Linked DNA regions of Triticum aestivum: region 1 is linked to region 2. Evidence: chromatin contacts called from public Hi-C data. All regions are on one chromosome and are shown on one strand. The core of a region is the stretch at or near the end of the contact, and the rest is flanking DNA. Distances in the headings are between cores, read along the strand shown.

Evidence for each region. A called contact is a pair of places that touch in the nucleus more often than the background predicts.
Region 1: a Hi-C map of leaf shows a contact between it and region 2, with 4 times the contacts expected there. The contact joins the promoter of LOC123085605 here to the promoter of LOC123085601 in region 2. A contact is called at or near these places in 4 of 5 Hi-C or Micro-C datasets (leaf and root).

The regions. Positions count from the first base shown.
Region 1 is chr4A:137,320,947-137,328,057 of IWGSC CS RefSeq v2.1, reverse strand. LOC123085605 (eukaryotic translation initiation factor 2 subunit alpha homolog) reads right to left here and starts at 5,846. Exons shown (of 5, transcript XM_044507267.1): 1 at 5,224-5,846; 2 at 4,359-4,505; 3 at 4,170-4,274; 4 at 2,220-2,318; 5 at 1,581-2,076. The coding sequence starts at 5,739. The coding sequence ends at 1,924. It overlaps LOC123085606 (mitochondrial import inner membrane translocase subunit TIM22-4), which reads left to right and starts at 6,105. Exons shown (of 4, transcript XM_044507268.1): 1 at 6,105-6,487. The coding sequence starts at 6,325.
Region 2 is chr4A:136,969,829-136,976,734 of IWGSC CS RefSeq v2.1, reverse strand. It overlaps LOC123085601 (gamma-interferon-responsive lysosomal thiol protein), which reads left to right and starts at 3,412. Exons shown (of 5, transcript XM_044507263.1): 1 at 3,412-3,576; 2 at 5,628-5,693; 3 at 5,976-6,116; 4 at 6,210-6,302; 5 at 6,450-6,842. The coding sequence starts at 3,412. The coding sequence ends at 6,656. LOC123085602 (E3 ubiquitin-protein ligase BIG BROTHER) reads left to right here. Exons shown (of 8, transcript XM_044507265.1): 6 at 194-321; 7 at 1,373-1,481; 8 at 1,573-1,948. The coding sequence ends at 1,626.

The sequences.
Region 1 (7,111 bases), core at 4,597-7,096, 350 kb before region 2:
AGCACTTTTGTGGGTTTATGAGCTGGTACATGGCCCTCGCATATCTGTGGATGACATTTTTTCACATAAATAGGTTGGTCAGCATTAGCTTTGAAGAATAGAAGGGTGTCATCAGCAAACAATAGATGTGATATTCCTGGTGCACGATTACAGATTTTGATTGGTTGGAAAGCTTGTGTTCCTACTCCCTGTCTCAGCAGCGCAGACAACCCATCAACAATGAATAGGAACAAAAAGTGGGATAGGGGGTCACCTTGCCGAAGTCCTCGCATCGGTGTAAACGAATCCAAGATGACTCCATTAAATTTTACTGAATAGCTCACCGAGGTTACGCATGTCATTATCCATTATACCCACTGATAAGAGAAGCCCAACTTTTCCATCACCTGCTTCAAGAACCCCCAGTCCACCTTGTTGTACGCCTTTGAGAGGTCAAACTTGTACGCACAGAAACTGTTATCCAGATTTTTCTCATGTTGAAGAAAGTGTAGACACTCAAAAGCAAGTAGTGCATTTTGTGTGATCAGATGCCCCGACACAAACATACTTTGATAAGGTGAGATCATCAAGTAGGGGCCGAAGTCGATAACGGATGCTTTTCATTGATGTTACCGTGCAATCAAGTTTTTTTTTCCCGCTGAAAAAGCATACGTGGTAAATCAAAACAACATAACACATACACGCTAAGGATCCCTTCGAAAAATTGACCATGGAGCCGTATGAGATGAAAATCTCATGATACACTGGTTCTATCTAGTGATGCGGAGGCGATCTAGGGTTTCCAGCGCTGGCATCTATGTTTTCCTTGTCACCACAATCCAGTGTCTTGCCTCTGCTCCGAGGATGGATCCAGACCGCGGCAGCTTGAGGTGGTTAGATCTGTGGGGTGGGTTGCGGCTAGGGTTAGAGTTTCTTGCATTTGTCCTAGGTTGTCTAAAATTGACAGGGAGGGATGACTATTTATAGCAGGGGGTAGATGCCCGTGGTGGGCTAGATGAACTGCTTATGGGAGAGGGCTAGCCCAATTATCAAATTTAAATGCAAAATGTTTTATTCTTTATCCGGCTATAGCGCCCTCATATCTAATCGTGTCAGCCTCAAACGACTACGAATCAAAGAAATTTTAAACGTAGCCTTTCTATAAAATAACAAGGCCACAACAAGATATTCAATCTATTGGGACTTTGTTTAACTTACTCATTTCGGTGAGTTTGAACTACTGAGTGATATCTAGGCTTGTGCTAAAAATCAGGAAACAATTTTGGTAGCTCCCAAATTTCACAAAAAGAATGTGGGCTTGGAGGTGAGTCTTGGTGCAGACCATTGAAGAGAAGGGTTATTCACCATTTACAAAAGGAAGAAATCAAAATTAGTCATTAATGCAAGATGATGCTTACTAGATGCACATGATGCACAAACAATATAATAGGCAAAATATATAGGGAATTACTACCAGGATGTTACAGAACGCTTTGGTAATGAATACGAGGGAGAGGCACCACCGCACCATCATTGCTGCCGATCCCCATCAGAAGCAAAGCGGCTGGCGTGAAAAAACGGAAGAGAGGTGAAAATCATAGTGAAAATAATAACCAGCAATAACAAACACAAAGGATTGGGGCGGAGTAACATTTCGCATGTGTACAAAGAACAACCAGCAAAACTGGAAAGAAAAACACCTGTTGATAACATTTTGCATGCCAAGACTAAGCATCAAAAACACTTGTTTAACAACAAAACTATATTTCACTCCAAAGAGAGAGAAAAAAAAACAGGTGCTTCTCAATCAAAGTAAAGCCCAGCACTGGCCGATGAACATCTAAGATGACACTACCAGCAAATTCAAAGAGCTTTTAAATAGGATGATCTAGGATCTTGGCTGATGCTATACAACGAATCTCATCCAAATCGACTAATGTAGACTCAGTCCGCATGGACGCCAGAATTTGTGAGATCGATATCGCCCATTCCTGTATCTTCCTCATCTTCACTGTCATCATCACCAGCAACCTCCGCATTTTGCTCAACCAGGGTATCCAACTGGGCGTTCAATAGCTTATCTTCCCTCTCACTCACCTGTTTACAAAATGCAAATAGTACAAAGCTTCATGAACCATGAACTGGAACAGCTAATATAATTTTGAGAACATTTATACTGGAGATATATACGATATATAGAGGACACGTAGAAGAATTATTAGACAATGCTGAAAACTTACAGCTCTAGGTGCTTCTTTCACTACCAACTTTCCCTTGTGTTTTTCAATCTCTGCTGTGCATGCTTTAACTGCATCAGTGAGAACTGAGATGCCTTGGTCCTATCCCAAGGAGAAACATACAAAAGAAGATTAATTGTTATTTGTGGAGAGTTGAAACATCAAAACCTTAAACCATAATACTGAGGTTGGAATGAATTCAGATAGATGGAGTCTAAAAATTCATCCCGTTTGATAGCAAAGTATTTTCTAAATATTTTGAGAATACTACAGTTTTTGATATTACCATAGTTTTATTTACAATGAGCTGTTTGATTGACGCTTAAAACTGTTGTTTTAATATTGTAGTATTCGACAAACTGCAGTTTTTTCTCTGTATAATAAAAAGAACCCCAGACCTGTTTTAAAAAAACAGAGAAGGCGAAAAGAAGGGACTAGCGTCATTATCCTTCCGCACTCTGCTCAACAACTCGCTACTTGCTCTGGCCTCGTTCCCACGCCGTCGCCGCCCTGTCGTCTTTGGAGAAATCTCCCTCGGCGACCATGGGGAAGCAAAGAGACGGCTGCTCTGTTGTCGTCGGCCGCTACACCCCGCATGATTTGTCTAAAATCTAATGATCATACTATAGTGATTTTGCTGTTTTTCATTCAGACAATTCAGATTCAGGTATCCCTGTTCAAACCATACCACAACAAACTACACCTGGTACTTTTAGCACGGGTTGGGGGCTAGAGGCGAGTGCATGGAACGGTGGCTCAGCTCGGCTTAGCGGCTGGAAGGAGTGAGGGGGACATATGAGTTGGTTGTTTCTTCCTCCGGGCTCTTGATGGGATGGCCCGTATGTTAGCTAGCTGAGCATGTTGATCAGCTCCGGCCAGCAGGTGTGTGCTTGCACTGCTAACGGCTAGGTAGTTGAGTGTTTGAACGCATCAATACTGTGTTTTGCGGCAACAACCAAACAGGTCACAGTAATCTCAATACTTCAACATACTTTGATATGTCAAAACTGTGGTATCTTGTACCCACTGACAAAAATATTGTGGTTTTCAATACTGCAGTTTTTCTAATACTTTGCTACCAAACATAGCCTAAAGCTGTAAGCCCAAAGCAACTTACTGTACCATTTGAGTGCGTGTACAACAAGACAGACTAAGGACAGTTCATGCAAATAACCACTGTCACCTAATCTGTAACTTAGATCATTCTACACACATGTTATTAAGAACACACCAAAAAAAATAGCATCCTTTGTCACATTAGAGAATGAAATTTGACATGGCAATTATCAATTTCCTTCTGGATGACTAGCCAACCAACCCCAATAGATGACAATGAGAAACAGCAAACTACAGATCATGGACAACAAACTATCAAACATTGTATGCGGTGCAATAGCTGTTAGACACATTGGAAGCAAGGTGAGCACTTTAACAGCCTTCCTGATAGTTAGGATATAAGATGATCCACCCAGCCAATAATGTACCCCCTCCAGTCCAAAATATCAGGTGCATTAATCTTTTTTAAAGTCAAACTTCTTTAACTTTGACCAAGTTTATGGAGAAAAATATCAATGTTTTCAAAATCCAATCATTACCATAAGATTCGTCATGAAATATATTTTCATATTTTAGTTATTTAGCATCGTAAATGTTAATATATTTTCCTATAAACTTGGTCAAACATAGAAAAGTTGACTTTTCGAAAAACTAATACACCTTATATTTGGGAACAGACACATTAGAAGCTTCTTTCTAAATAATGAAAATTTGACCATCTAATCAATCAAGAAAAATACAATGTGCTAAAGGCGCAGTGCAATTGTTAAATCTTAAATTCTATGTCAAATTAGGAGCATCCTTCTAAATAAGAATCAAATAATCTAATCAATCGAGCAGGATACCTAGAGTCAAAGCCAACATGAATCATGGAAAGAGGCTGAAGAAGACACCAACCTTGTCGAGAGTTTGTGTAGTCAGAACATAAAGTGGAGGAGCAACCAGCTTAATCTTCACAGGACAATTAGTGTTCCCAGCAGCTTCAGCTTTCCTCATGGCTTGCTGCAATATCAAATTTAGAACAACTGAATAAGCAACCCAAAGTGTTCAATTATATCCCAAGGCAGAAACAGGGTTAACTAGAACCTTAATATGGAGCACCCCATCAAATTGGAAACATTTCATCTCGACGTCAGCACGGATCTTGAGTGGCTGCGGTGTCATCCTCCTCCGTATATTCTGGACCAGGGTCTCCTTAATCTCAGGGGTGACAGCAGGCACCACCTTAGTCACCTGCCAGTAAATTTAAGTATCACTTTCATTTTCTGGCAAAAACTCTAAACTTAATTATGTCGATGGTACTCCCTCCGGTCCTTTTTACTCTGCATATTAGGTTTGTCTGAAGTCAATCTCATCCAACTTTGACCAAGTTTATACAAAAAATTATTAACATTCACATAACAACACATTTATTATTAGATCCATCTCGGAATATATTTTCATATTATATTTATTAGATGTTATAGATGTTAATATTTTCTAATATAAATTTGGTCAAACTTAGCAAACTTGGACTTCAGACAAAGCTAATGTGCGGAGTAAAAAGGACCGGAGGGAGTAAATATCAGAACACATTCCAGGGGTAATTTATTCACATCACTTGAAATATCATTCAATTGTTCGTTAGACCTTAGAACTAGACTCGACAAGACAAATTTAATCTATTGGTACATTCCAACATTCAGTGATTAGTTGCACTAAAAGTTCATTTGGTCCATTTGACCTCAGATAAACTCGCAAGTACCAAACCTTTCTATGGTGCCCATTCAACAGAACGAGAACATGTTATCCATAAACTTCAGCACATTTTACCTGACATCACGCACAAATTCACATGACAAGATCATTTAAGCACGGCGTAGTTATTAGTGAATGCATTTAATCACGTCAGGGCATCGTAGTGCATAAATCAGAATTACGAAAGGAAAAATCATGATAATTGGTGGGTAACCTCTTGTCCGTCAGGGCCGGTCTCCCTCTCCTCGTAGGTGAGCACATCGAGGATGGCGTCGGGGTCAGCAACTATGAGCTTGAAGGCCTCGAATGCGTGGCCGTACTTGCGGTATAGCGGCCAGCCGATGCGCTGGTAGATGGGCTCGAGGTCGATCTCGAGGGTCTCGGCAACGTGGCGCATGATGGAGTGCACGAGCTTGGACTTGTTGTACTTGTCCTCGCAGGACCGCGCCTCCTCCTCGGAGACCCGGCGCTTGGAGAGGTCGATGTATCCCTTGTCGCGGTCGACACGGAGCACGATGGCGGGCTCCTGGCGGCCGACCTTGATGAGCGAGGAGATGGAGCGGATGCGGCGGCGGGAGAGCTCGGAGAAGAGGATCATGCCCTCCACGTTGTTGTACTCGAGGAGGGAGACGTAGGCGCCCATGTCGGCGATGTGCTTGACCTGGATCATCACCGCGGCGTCCACCTCCGGGAACCGCGGCTCGTACATCCGGCACTCGAGGTTCGGCATCTTCTCCGTCTGCCGGGTGGAGGGCGTCGCCGGAGTTGGAGGGGGCCGCGGCGGATCTAGGGTTTGCTTGGGTTTTGGTCGGGGGAGGGGGTGGGGGCGGCAGTCAGAGAATGCTGCTTGTTGTACTCCCTTGGTGGATCGGATATCAAGTGAGCCGATCCGATTCCGATGGATCCGATATCTCTCCCGGTCTCCCCCACACGCGCCACACAGGTACTGGAACCGGGTAGCGTAGTCTTGACAATACGCCTGCGTCCTAGGGTAGCGTACTCTTGAAAATACGTGTGCGTGTTCGGGTAGCGGAGAGCAGAGATGGTGCGCCTCACGCGAGCTCCGGGGAGTGGGAAGACCGGAAGAGGCACGCACCAGTGCACCCCCACCGGGATCCCCTTCCCTTACCGCCGCCCCTTTTCTTGGAGGGGAGGAAAAGAAAGCCAAGGGAAGGAGGACAAGTAGCGAGCCCTGAGGAACTTCTCGGCTCGGCTTCTTCTCCAATCCCCTTCATTGCCTTTCCAGTGGTTTCCAAGGCCCGCAGCTAGCTCCGCCGTCGCGCTATCGGGAGGGGGAGGGAGATCAGACTGTGAGATGTCTTCGCCGGAGCCATCGGCGGCGGCGGCCGGGGCGGGCGGCGATGCGGCCGGCCAGAGGGCTCCAGTGGAGCCGCTCCGGCTGCCAACGCCGGAGGAGATCAAGGGGCAGGAGATGATGAACAACTGCGCCGTCCGGAGCGTCCTCAGCGGTGTCATGGGTAATGTTACTCACCACCTCAAACACAAATCTCTTGATGCTATTCAGTTACTGAGTATTTGGAGAAAACCATATTTGTGCCACTGCGGCGCATACAACTCTGTAATTGAATTATGCTGAAATGCCGAGTTAACATGTCTCCATGATCTTGTTCAAATGCCATGCAATCAGAGTTTCTGGATGGTGTGACATGTAACATGGATGTGGTTGTTCATGCTTTAGATGGTTAGTTCTTCACCTGTTTGCCTGAAGAGTTACAAATAAAACGGTGCCAGCTCTGCAGGAGATGAGCTTAATTTTATTTTGAGCAAGTGCGCGTACGAACTTAACTATGTTCATATGTTGATTCGGTTGTACTCACCTGCAGAACTGTCTACTGTTAGTTAGTTACTTTAGCTGCTCAAAATCTTTGGTGGTAATAACAATAAACTCTTTGCTCTTGTTCGATGATCCTTCATGTGAAATGGCATGTCATAATGCATAATGAAGATGCCTTTGTTTCAAGTTCTTTTTTTAGGGTCGTGCCTTTGTTTCAAGTGAACTTGCCTGGGAGAGTTGGGGTCTAAGTTTTTGTAGTGATTCATCAAGTAAAGTTAGGGTCATGAAATCAACCCAATTAAATTCC
Region 2 (6,906 bases), core at 2,163-4,662:
GAGTAGATATATACATCCACACATCACACTGCTTTTCTTTTGCTCCATGCACCGGAACTATTCAACTAACAATAGTACAATACTCTTCAATGGTTAAGCTCTATGTCCATTAATCATTCGTTTCATTGTTAGTTTTCTTTGTCTCATCTTATTATTTCTGGAACTTGGTTCGCTTACAAGTTTTTGTTGACAGGAATTGTTGGATTTGGGCGAGGCAGTTGGAACCCAAAGTCGGGGTCTCTCCCAAGAAAGCATTTCAGCACTTCCAATCACCAAATTCAAGTGTGGTTTATTTTCAAGGAAGAAAAAACGCCGTGAAAGGTTAGATGTTGCTGCAATCTCTTGGCATGACTTTGTCCTACTTTGTGCGTGCCCTCTTGGCATGCTATAGGCCGCTGTAGGTTTAGGCTTTTAGTTTTCGGCTAGGCAGGTTTACCTTGTAAACTTTTGAAGCATACCATAATAGTTCCGTCTGCATTGACACCGATGCTGCATCTTGAGTGCAATATTCTGTTTGAGCTCTTTTACGGTACCCTGGTACTCCCTTAAGAAGGGATGGAGTGCCACTAAAATCTGGCCATCCACCTGAAAGGGTAGTCTAGTCATTTTTCTCATATTCTTAAGCGATATCTTTCACATCAGATCTGCTATAAATTGTTTGGTAACGCGTCTGTTTATCCATGTCAAAAAAAAGCGAGTACCCTAAAAAAATCGGGTGTTTATCGGCCTATAGGCGTGCCGCCATCATCTCATGAGCTGTTACGCACGCGGCTGCCAATGCTATCCCTTGGCCAGATCAACCCCACACATGAACGTCCACCACTTGGTCAACGCAAGCATGATGGAGCTCCAGCCGACCTAGTGATCCCGCCTCGCCCTGGTCCTGTCGCTTCAGCGTTGCCCTGGTTGGTGACCATACCCAGCTGACGCCGCTTGACAAGTACTTGAGCAGCCATGCCTTCATGGCCGTCTCTCCCTGAGACTCTGATGCGGGGATGGCATGGCCGCCGCCGGCGTCTATCCCAGTGAAGAATTAGGGTTCTAAAAATAATTAATCACGTCAAGTTGAAACGTTATTATGTAGCAGCCGTACTGATACGATAAATTAATTGCATCTAGATTACATTTTTACCCCTAAGATCGGGGTACTCCCTAGCTTTTTCAGTTGGTACTCTCTTGCACACTTGTTGGAGTACCGATTAAGATCATCCATCGGATTAACAGAAATGGAGGGCTCATAATCATTTAGGGGTACTGTAAAAGAGCTCTTCTGTTTTTCGCTTACCTGTAGAGGACGCAGTTACAGCAACCTGATTCTTAAATGGAAAGGAAGATATGTAACTTTTAGAACTTTCATATGGGTAACAAACAGGTGTGTAATCTGTCAAATGGAGTATCGGAGAGGGGATCTGCAGATGGCACTCCCCTGCAAGCATGTGTACCACGCCAGCTGCGTGACAAAATGGCTTACCATCAACAAGGTCTGCGATAAGGAAACAGAACAATCCGTATCCGCTTCTTGTTTCTACCCCCTGCCTCTTTAGCTGACAGGAGTATGCATTTGCTCTGCAGGTATGCCCTGTCTGCTTTGCTGAAGTTCCCGGCGAGGAGCCCAAGAGGCAATGAGTTATGTGGCAATCACGAAGTTCTTGCGCTGGGACGACGTACGCGTGATCTCTGCTTGAGGGCAGCTTGCTTTGTGCCCTACCCCTTCCCTTTAGACTTGTATATTAGGACCATATCACTAAATATAGGTTATAAGCAGATGTAGCTGGAAGCCGGAACCGCTTCCCAGAGGTTTGCCGTAGGCTGTAGAGTTTGACCGTGAACTATGACCACGTGGTAGAGCTCGATCGTGCATGCTTGTGAGGTGTTTTGTTCACTGCAAAGAGGCATGCGCTTGTTTCTGTTAACTGTATTTGATTAAGATTTTTGTGGACAGAGGAAAGATTCATTTGTTACAACCTTGTGACTATGAGCTTGCATTCCTTGTCAGTGATGTGTTTGTGACTGAAACTCTGAGCTTCTTTTGGGGGAGGCTAGGCTCAGCCAGTTTTGTGTTGCTCCTTCTTCTTTTCTCTTGGGATTTTGTGTGTGTGGCTCCTGTTTTTGTCTGTAGTTGGATGAACTCCTGTATCCACTTTGTACCGGTGACCACTGCTCAGCTACGGACCTGTCCAGTGCAGGTACAATTTTTTGGGGAGGCTTTGCCAGTTTTGTGTGTAGCTCCTGTTTTTATCTGCAGTTGGATCAACTGATGTATGCACTTGTACTCTGGTGACAACTGCTCAGCTCTGGACCTGTCGAGTTGAGGTAGTGCAACTTTTCTTGGACAGGAAAATTAACCTTTATTTAGCTCACAGTAATTGTTACATTATCAACCAGGAAATCAGGGGATCATCCAGCCACACAGACGGACTGATTCTGGTACGTGGAGCTCAAAGATAGTGTGCCTCTCTAGGCCAGTGCTTCACAGAATGGTGTTCAAACTCGGATTTGCTATTTCTTAGGTGCCTGAAATTCTTTTTCGTGTCGGCCACTTTTTTCCTTCTTGTTTCCCTCTTGGCCGGACCTCGCCGGAGAAGAAACAAGCTTGCCGGAGAAGAACTAGCCCCACCATCTATCTTAGGATGAAGTCATGACCCCATTATCTATCTTAGGGGTGTGGGTGTGTAGAGGATCGCCGAAGGTTTTCATGGGTGGCGCTGGGCTTACAGGAGTGTCCTGGACGGTGGCCAGCAACGGCGATAGGGGGAGGTTAACGGGAGGGCGGGGCGGTGCCCGGTAGTGTCTGCCGGCCGCGGGTGGTGGAGGCCGGCGGTTAAGCCGCTGGGGGTGTTTGGAGGAGGAAGAAGGGGTACCCGGAAGAAGAAAGGGAGGAGGAAGAAGGGGGTACCCGGAAGAAGAAAGGGAGGAGGAAGATAAACAATACCGCGATCTATTTGAAATGAAGATATAGTGGCTGTTGATAAAAGTGACCGATGGCTCTTTCAGAAAGAAAAAAGTGACCGATGGCAAAAGAAATTTCAGGTACATGGATAGAGGGTCCCGTTCAAACTTGATGTTGATGGCGATCACCTATTCACCTGATGGCGCATCGTTGGCCTCACAGACAGCTCTCCTGCTTGACCATGGAATCGTGACACGTCCCTCCAAAACATGAAGCCGTGAACTTCCTTCCTTCCGGCACGCACGTATGTTCCCGTGATCCCGTCTATACCCATCGAGACACAAAAAACTTACCGCTCTCCGTTGACCAGGAGAGGAGAACTCCTCTCGGGACGGACGCGACCCCCCCTGCGCGCCATGGCCACTTCCCGTCGCGCCCTCCGCTTCGTCCTGCTCCTGCCGGCCATCCTCGCCGCCCTCCTGCCGCCGGCCCCGGCCGCGGCCGCGGGGCCGCCCAGGGTGTCCCTGGCGCTCTACTACGAGTCGCTCTGCCCCTACTGCTCGCGCTTCATCGTCACCCGCCTCGCCGGGATCTTCGACAGCGGGCTCATCGGCGCCGTCGACCTCCTGCTCGTCCCCTACGGCAACGCCCACGTCCGCGGCGCCAACAACACCATCTCCTGCCAGGTGCTGCCGCTAGCCCTCTCAGTGATCCAGTCCCCGATTAATTCCCCCTGAATCATCCAGCTCACAAATTGATTCCTAGCTAGTTACTGAATTACCCTGCCACAAATCTTTTGTTCTCTCTGCCTTGGTAATTAATCGACGCCTCCGACCAATTTCGTAGAGTAGCTAGCTTCATAATTAGCGGCTCATTACTGCAGAAATACTTTGAACGGTAGTGGTGGCAGTAGCGTGGCATCATAGCGGCCAAGGCGTATTGCTGCTAATTAGTCGCCGTCATGCCGTTTTTTTTACTGGTTAGAGAAACAAGGTGGATCCGTACTAGTATAACACTTGTCGAACGCGCGGCCCAAAACGTTTGGCATAGGCTCAATTTAGCGCGGCCCATTTGCTATTGTTTCTCTTTCTGTTTGTTTCTGCCTTGTACGCAAGGAATAACACTGAATTACTTTGCAACGAATATCCTGTTCTCTTGCCTTGGGCCAATTCCAAAGCTAGTTTCTTGATTTTGCGGGCAGAGATATTTTGAAGGTAGTGGTGGCAGCAGCGTGGCATCATAGCGGCCAAGGCGTATTGCTTGCTGCTAATCAGTCGCCGTCATGCCCTTTTCTTTACTGGTTAGGGAAACAAGGTGGATCCATATACGATACTAGCAAGATACTTGCCGAACGCGCGGCCCAAAACGTTTGGCATAGGCTCCATTTAGTGCGGCCCATTTGCTATTGTTTCCCTCTCTGTTTGTTTCTGCCTTGTACGCAAGAAATAACTGAATTTGTATTATCAACAAAACAAGTGCACGCACCTGGCTGCCTTGTCTAATTGTCTTACTTACACTAGAGCTACAATGACTTCTCTCTCAGATCTCAACTAGTAATGCCGTACCACTACAACCCACCAGCCCACTACGCATGAGCATGGTTTGCGATGATTCTAAAAGAGGAGGAGAACATGCTTTGCAACCGTCACCTACAATCATGTATTCCTACGGTGATTAATGGCCTGGTTTTCGGGCAGACCACAAGTTAGGCTCTCTCCACTACCAGCCCTTCCACCTTAGAGATCTCTTGTAGTTTTCAGCTTATGGAAGAGTTACTATAATTCACTGCAAAGCCACTTCCATTGAGGTTTTGTATTTGCTAGCTTTTAGAAACGCCACTAACAATCCTCAACAAGTTGCTTACCTTCTGGTTTATGCGACCTAAGTGTACCGCACCTAGTGCTTTTGTCTAGAATGGAAACTCTTCCAGAAGAAACAAGGTTCATTGGAGTGTGCAATAGTTTTAGTTTTACAAATGCATCTTGAAATCCTCATCATTTCATCGTGCAGATGCTCATAAGATGAAATGGTGGGAACCACTCATCATTTCACATCCTCAAATATGCACCACATCGCCACACACGGCCGAGCAATTCTAGTTTGTCCTTTAAACCACCTCGCTGCACACGTGGCGACCAGCCCATCACCCTAATCGCCAATATAAACCCCTCACTGCCAAGCTCCTGCACTCACTCCAAGGCTCCACCTTCTTCTCTGCACACTGATCTTCTGCCCATTGATCGACCGGACGAGCAAACCCCATGGCCACCCGCCCCCACCGTTTCCTCCTCCTCCCCGTGCTACTCCTGCTGCTCAGCGTCTCCTCCGCGAGCGCCAATGGCGATGTAGTCACGGCGGGGAGCGGGAAGGTTAGCATGGCGCTCTACTATGAGTCGCTGTGCCCCTTCTCAGCGCACTTCGTGGTGAACAGCCTCGCCAGACTCTTCAAGGATGGACTCCTTGATGCCGCGGACCTCACCCTCGTTCCCTATGGCAACGCCAAGGTGGACGCGCACGGTGCCATCACCTGTCAGGTGTGCCATCGCCGCGCGCCCAATCCGTTCCTCTGCTTCTTCCTTTGGTTATCTTATTATAGATGTTTCTTTGTTCAATCAGGGATCCTGGGTGTGTGCTTAGTTCTGAGTAGTACTTTCTAATTAGCAATGTTAATTACTGACTATTTAGCTGTGGATGGTGCTGATGCTCATACTAATATTGGGATTTTGGCTTGTTGCAGCATGGCCCCGATGAATGCCTTCTCAACAACGTGGAGGCTTGCGCCATCGAAGCCTGGCCGGATTTGGTAATTCATCCACATCTCATCATAATCTCTGCTCACAGCTTCACCACCAACGTATTGTTGCAACTTCATTAAGTTCTCAGCAAAGAATAGGCTGGACTATGATACAATAATCACGACGCGAACTTCGTATCAGTTATAGTAGTAATAGAATAGTCATTAGCTAGCTGTCGTCACTTCCCCAGGTCCAAGTTCTCACCTCAAATCTAGACAGTTCTGCTACAAGTCTGGAGAATTTTGTTACACATACTCTTTGATATGATAGCTACTTGTCACTGGTTGCAGAATGTGCATTTCGGTTTCATCAACTGCGTGGAGGACCTGGTGATGAACCGCAAGTGCGAGGAATGGGAGTCGTGCTTCCAGAAACAGGGGCTTGACCCCAAGCCTGTCATGGAGTGCTACAACAGTGAGCATGGCCACAAGGTCCGTTCCCCTTGCCTCTGCGTTGTATCATCACATACATTTTATAGGCAATATTGCTAACCACAGTGTTCGTATTTTGCTTGCTCCATCTAGCTTTCGCTCAAGTATGGGAAACAGACTGATGCGCTTGTGCCCCCGCACAAGTACGTTCCATGGGTGGTGGTTGATGGCCAGCCGCTGTATGAGGTAAGCAACAACCACTCTTCTCAAGTTTTTGATCCAATCATGATGGAAGATTTCACATTTTACTAACTGTTTGCTCACCTTCATGTCGGAGTTTCACCATATAAGCATACGCTAGTTCTTGAATCATGACGAGCTTGTTTGTTTCAGGACTACGAGAACTTCGAAGCTTACGTCTGCAAGGCTTACAAGGGCCATCCTCCCAAGATTTGCCAAGGGCTGGGCCGTGACTACCCAATCGTACAACAGGTGGTGGAGGCTGGCAACGGTGTCACCTACAACTCCGGCGATTTCGAGCTGGATGAAGGGGTCGACGACAAGATTAAGATTAAGATGGTCCAGGGTGATGACAATTGATAAATTGTATATGTCTCCTTTCGGGGCTCCTATACCGATACACGTGAATATAGGGCCGTTTCATCTTTCTGGTCAGGTTAATTATGGCAGTATTGCTAAAGCACATCTAGATAATAAAGTGAGTTATGGTGATGTAAATTCCTGTTCAAGTTAATATGGAGATATACGTGAGCATTGTGAGTTTTATTTTTCTGTTCAAGTTTTTTATTTGGCCGTGTCCAAGTTAATATGGAGATATACAACGTGCGAT